Linked DNA regions of Mus musculus: region 1 is linked to region 2. The links are chromatin contacts, called in public promoter capture Hi-C maps. All regions are on one chromosome and are shown on one strand. The core of a region is the stretch at or near the end of the contact, and the rest is flanking DNA. Distances in the headings are between cores, read along the strand shown. Region 1 holds the start of 4930556I23Rik (a long non-coding RNA gene). Region 2 overlaps Mgat4a (mannoside acetylglucosaminyltransferase 4, isoenzyme A).

What was found. Promoter capture Hi-C pulls out the DNA fragments that hold promoters and counts their contacts.
Region 1: a promoter capture Hi-C map of the HPC-7 cell line shows a contact between it and region 2. The contact joins the promoter of 4930556I23Rik here to the enhancer-like site in region 2. A contact is called at or near these places in 16 of 39 promoter capture datasets (the 3T3-L1 cell line, 3T3-L1-derived adipocytes, the C10 cell line and 9 more), 11 of 484 Hi-C or Micro-C datasets (the C2C12 cell line, Th1 cells, bone marrow-derived macrophages and 8 more), 3 of 115 datasets of contacts at active chromatin or transcription factors (the HPC-7 cell line, large pre-B cells and microglia) and 3 of 9 other capture datasets (adipose tissue, liver and pancreatic islet).

What each region holds. Positions count from the first base shown.
Region 1 is chr1:37,613,144-37,615,992 of GRCm38.p6, forward strand. 4930556I23Rik (a long non-coding RNA gene) reads left to right here and starts at 1,364. Exons shown (of 2, transcript XR_373329.1): 1 at 1,364-1,424; 2 at 1,756-2,230. Cracdl (capping protein inhibiting regulator of actin like) reads right to left here. Exons shown (of 10, transcript NM_028096.1): 8 at 1,338-1,525; 9 at 194-338.
Region 2 is chr1:37,457,775-37,460,474 of GRCm38.p6, forward strand. All of the region lies in intron 8 of Mgat4a (mannoside acetylglucosaminyltransferase 4, isoenzyme A), which reads right to left. Among named protein-coding and RNA genes, the nearest start is that of Unc50, 29 kb to the left of the region's middle. Within about 2 kb of position 1,412, at least 8 of the 459 cell types and tissues checked have an H3K27ac peak or open chromatin away from gene starts, as enhancers often do. A contact at or near this core is called in the HPC-7 cell line, where this site is marked.

The sequences.
Region 1 (2,849 bases), core at 114-2,613, 160 kb after region 2:
TTCCTTCTCAAAAAAAGGGGGGGGGGACTACATTAAAAAAACACTGCTCAACATGGCAAAATGATTCAATAACACAAACTCCAATCATAGGAAGAAATATATATATGTGTGTGTGTATGTGTAAATATATATATCTGTGTGCGCGTGCATGAGTGTGTGCCAAAGTATTTGGAAATAAAAGCCAGTCTCATACCCAAGTTCTGATGGGACAGTGAGATTCCTCTCTGTAGCCCTTCCTTGAGGTTCAGTTTTGACCCCTGCCTCTGGGTCACAGCAGGCTTTGCAGGGGTCATCAGGAAAGATTTGCTCCGGACGAAGTCACCCTGCTTCACAGACTCCTACGGAGACACAAAATGACAGGTGCTGCCCAAGGATAACAGACTCAGAGTGGGTAAATACTCCAAGTGTCTTAGCTACAAAATGTCTCTTCCAAGATGCACCCTGCTGCTGGCACTTTCTGGAAAGGGGCTCTGTGCACCGGCATCACCCACCAAAATGCCAGAGCTGACTTGTGCCAGCCTCCTGCAGCCCACGTGTGCATGGTGGCTCCTTGCTTGCCTGGACAGCCCAGTCTCAGCCCCAGATGGTATAGAGCGAGGACTCTATGTGAAAGCCGTAGGGAATGGTTTTATGATACACACTATATGGCAGCAGCTGAAATGGGCTAACATTTCGCACTGTAATTTCCCCTCCTCAATGCTACATACAGGTCTTCAGCTGTGTAGACACAACTGAGGATTGCATTAGCAGGAAGGGAAGCAGGTCCTATTGCAGCGCAGGCTCCCTTTCCTAGACAGCAGAACCCCATTTATTGTACTGGTTAGCAGAGGGTGCATCAGCACAGTTGTTGGGGTTGGTGAGAGCTGTTTTCAGTTGAATACAACATGCAACTCCAGGTTTTGGCTGTGCAGCCCCAGGTGAGGGAAAAGGGAAGCCAGCAGGCAGCAGCCAGAGCAGGCTTCATTTATCATCACACAAGGGGCTGAGGTGGAGCTGGTGACCATATTAGCGTGTGTCTGAAGGGAGCCGTTGTTTTAACTGTCTTCAATTTTTTTCCAGAGGCTGAGCTGCGTTGCCTAGGAGGCCAGAGCAGCCTCGGGCGCCACTGCATTTCTACCAGCCCACACAGGCAAAGAGGCAGCTAGCTCCATCACGGGGTCCACAAGCTGACGTACTGCCTTTGCGCATGTCAGCCATCACGGTAGGCACGGCATCTCTGTGATGTTCATGCAGGACCTCTGTGAGCACAGCGGTACCTGCTCCCACCACACCCTCACAAGATCGCTGCCCTCCTCACCCCACCCCCACCCCGAACGCCACAGAAAAAGAGTGGTAACCTGGGCTCTCTCGGCCACCTTGGCTTGCTTCCCAGTTTCTGTCTTTAGGATCCTCGACCCAGGTTTCTCTTCCTGGTTGACGGGCAGGTCTGGGGCTCCTCTTCTCTTCTGCCGGGCCATGGTGATCCAGGGTGGGGTGGGTTGCCCATCAGCCCCAGGACCTGTAGCCGCAGGAGGCTGACCCTTTTCTGTGATAAAGGCCAAGAAGGAGCAATGTTAGGCAGATAGTCCCACTCTCCCCTTCAGTCCCACCCACAGCTTCTCTCCCATACAAGGTGTGTTATATTGCTTTGCTTGGTTCAGGGGGCTGAGGAGTGGTAGGATTGAGGAGTAGAGTCTCAGAGAGACCCCCACTTCCCATTCCCCCCTGAGCCAAAGCCTCTCTTCAGCAAACTTCATTTTTTTTTTTCTTCTATAGATGTCTCAAATAGATTACCTCCTCTGGTCTGAGCCGCCAAAACCACAAGATGCAGCTGCCACCCCAACCTGTGCACTTTGGAGCTAATTTCTACCAGGGCCTTCTCTCTGGGAGGAGCTGGAATGTATGCACAGATAGGATGCCTTTGATAAGAGTCTACATTTGGGACCAGCCACCCGCCCCCACTCCGGATTTACTTGACGCGCTAAAAACATTCCCTTTGTGGGACGTGATGCCATTTCTACAACCATCTGTCTTCACCTGACACAGGAAGTTGGGGCCTGCATGGTTAACACCGGCTGTTTTTCTTCTCCTGCTCTACATTCTTTTAAAGGGCCCTCTTTGCCCTCTCCTGCCATTTCTTCACTTAGTGACCAGGAGCTCCCGCAGAACTCTTCCTGTGTCTCACCCTCACTCCCATCCCTATCCCAGAGGCAGCTACTCTCTTCGAAACAGACGGAACATTTTCTCAGGGTTTGAACTTTATTTTCTTGGCTAACAACATATTCCTCGAACAGTTCTGATAAGATTAAATTCACAACCCGAGGAACTTGCCATTCCAGTTTGAAATCAGAGCAGAGAAGTAGCTTGTTGAAGGCCAGGCCAGCCTCTCTCACCTCCTCAAAGCTCAGTGCTGGGTACTGAGCACTCTGTCACCTCTTAGCCCAAAGGCACAAGACATAGTTCTGGTAAATTCTTTATAACCTGCACTTGGATAATTTCATCTGAGCCAAAAGATACATTTTTAAAATGAGCATAAAGAGGGCTGGGGGGCCCAGGGAGGAGGGCTGGGGGGCCCAGGGAGGAGGGCTGGGGGGCCCAGGGAGGAGTGCCGGCTGCTCTGCCTGAGCACCTGAGGTTGAGTCCCAGCATCCACATGTGGCTCACAACCATCTGTAACTCTGGTTCCTCGGGTCACGCTGCCTTCTTTGGCATCGGTAGGTAGACACACGGTGCACAAACACTTGTACACGTAGAGTTAAAAACATTCAAACGAGCAGAAAAGTTATATGAGACTGCCTCTAAGGTGGTTTGGCAAGAAGGGACCCCCAGGGGAGGGTGGGGCTCTGGGGACTGCTCAAGTGGCAATGTTT
Region 2 (2,700 bases), core at 162-2,661:
TCTACTGTGCACGCCCTGTCCCATGATGTGTCTGACTTTAATTATGTGCATGCCGCATTATGCACAGGTCTCAGATGTGAATAGGGGACTCTCCGTAAGAGTTTCCTTTAAGGACACAGTTTCATGCCGGCACATGTGCAGTGGTGGTGCACGCCTTTAATCCCAGCACTCAGGAGGCAAAGGCAGGTGGATTTCTAAGTTCGAGGCCAGCCTGGTCTCTACAGCCAGGGCTATACAGAGAAACCCTGTCCCGAACCCCCTCCAAAAAGGACACAGTTTTGCCTTACTGTACATGCACCCCAAAACAGTTCAGCTCAGACCAACCTCTCTGTTAGGAGTATGAATGGATAGAATCTGTTGAAGAGGAGAAGGAACTTACTTCACTGTGGCTGTGGGGTGTGCATACAGCAGGTTGGGGTCCTAGGTTGCTCACAGGTTCTGGGGTACAGTGTTAGGGAAAGAGCTTGTGTGCAAATATGTGCAGATAAGTGCCTCAGGCAGTATTTGGAGAGGAGCGTATGCTCAAACCAAGCAGAGTCCGAGATCGCTAAACTATTCCCTACGCTTGCCTGCATCATTATTGGGATATGCAAAGCACTTTGGGAACACTGAGACAGGAAATGTCCACAAAAACGTGACCCTTGAGTGGAAATCTGAAGGTTAAACATCATAGTGAATGAGGGAAATTCCTGTGAGAGGCGTCGGAGCCCTGGGTCACCTACCATGAGAGCATGAGCTGATGCTGGGTAACGCAGCCCTTCAAGAAATGGTTTGGCCAGGCCACTGTAAACCAGCCCAGCCCACGGGCATAACCCCAGGCTGGTTGGTATTTTCTTTAAGCATAAATCCTTGATAATGCAATTGGCCTGGCTCTGCTCTTCTTTTAAGTACCTTGTATTTTTCCAGCACTGGGAAATGAATACAGGGTGGCATGAGGACTGGCCAGTACTCTCCCCTGGACCACCTCCTGCCCACAAGCACCCTTTAGAAGCTGTGGATTCGAAAGCCCCAGGTTTGCAACCATGGAGGCACAGCCCTAGGGAACATCTCTGAGGTGTGAGAGAAATTCCTTTGATTCCCTGTCTTTGGCCCTGTTTTCCTTGGCTCTCCCTAAGCCATCCCTTTCCCTTGCAAACATTCCAAGCCCTCAATCTGAAGGCTTTTGAAGCGAGTGTGGTTTCTGTCCTAATCCTCTGTAGCTAGACGGCGACGGACTCACTGAGAGGAGTCTCCTGCTGCCCAATTATGAAGATCAGAATAGACAGCAACCCAGTTTCCTGAGGAACAAGCTTTGGGGAAATGGATCATTTTCAGAAAAACATCATTAATCTTTGGAGAGCTGAACACTTAGACACAATCTAAATGACCAACAAAGGATGATAGCACAGGATCATGTTACTCCAAGAAATGACGGAAAACCACCTTAAAGCTTTCCGTATTATGCTGTGATAAGAGGACTGGTTTTGAGGCTGTGTGTGTGTGTGTGTATGTGCTTTCCTGTTAGAGATTTAAGCCATCAGCAAGACAGCAAAAAAGCAAACTCAAGACCCTCCTTTATCCCCAGAAACATGGCTTTAAAGCCAGAGCATACAACAGCCAGAGCCCTCCCCTGGGCATCCCGGCTCCCCCCCTCACCAGAGACATTAGTTCCAAGTCTCTGGAGCCTGACTCTCTGGCCTCTGACTCTCTGGTCTGCGTCCTGACAGTGCTGTTGTTTCTGTCCTGTTCAAACATGGATAGGAACAAGGCAGGCACTCACCAGAGGCCAGGAGTAAAGGCCAAGACTTGGTGACAGCAACTGCAGTGCCACAGATGAGCACTGAGGAACACTCCATCAGAGAGACACAGGATTCCCACACACATCCTCAAAGAATGGAGGTGCACACACCAGAGTGGAAATCAGCCAATCGCACTGGGGTTCTACCCACGAGTCCAGAGAAGAGAGGATTCCAGAAGCAGCAACTGTGAAGCATGTCTCAGCTCCTCCCAGACAAAAGACCCGGATAAAGGGAAGGGTAGGCGTGACACCCCCGACCTGTTACCACTAGCTCGCAGCCAACCATCAGACTGAGCGTGGGGTCCCCAATAGAGGAGTTAGGGGAAGGACTGAAGATGCTGAAGGGGTTTGCAACCCCATAGGGAGAACAACAATATATACCAACCAGACAGACGTTTGGGTGACACCATAACCCAAAGCACACAAAGCAATCACACACTTACACCCATGGATGTGCAATATGAAAAGAGGCAGGGGACACAGAGGTACGGGGCTCAGCTGACACAGGGCTCTCCTAGCATGGGATCCCAGCACTTGCGAGGTCAGGAGTTCAAGGTCAGCCTAGAGGATATGAGACACATAAAAAAGTTTCTAAAGTGGGGCTGGAGAGATGGCTCAGTGATTAAGAGCACTGACTACTCTTCCGAAGGTCCTGAGTTCAAATCCCAGCAACCACACAGTGGCTTACAACCATCTGTAATGAGATCTGACGCCCTCTTCTGGTGTGTCTGAAGACAGCTACAGTGTACTTACATATAACAATAAATTAATCTTAAAAAAAAGTTTATAAAGAGATGATTTGCATCAATAACAAGGTAGGGGGAGCAGATAAAGCAAAGGTAACTTCCATGGCTTGAATTGAGGGTAAGCAGTCAGACTGTAACCCTACTATGTTCCAAGTAACTACAAAAATCATACAAAGA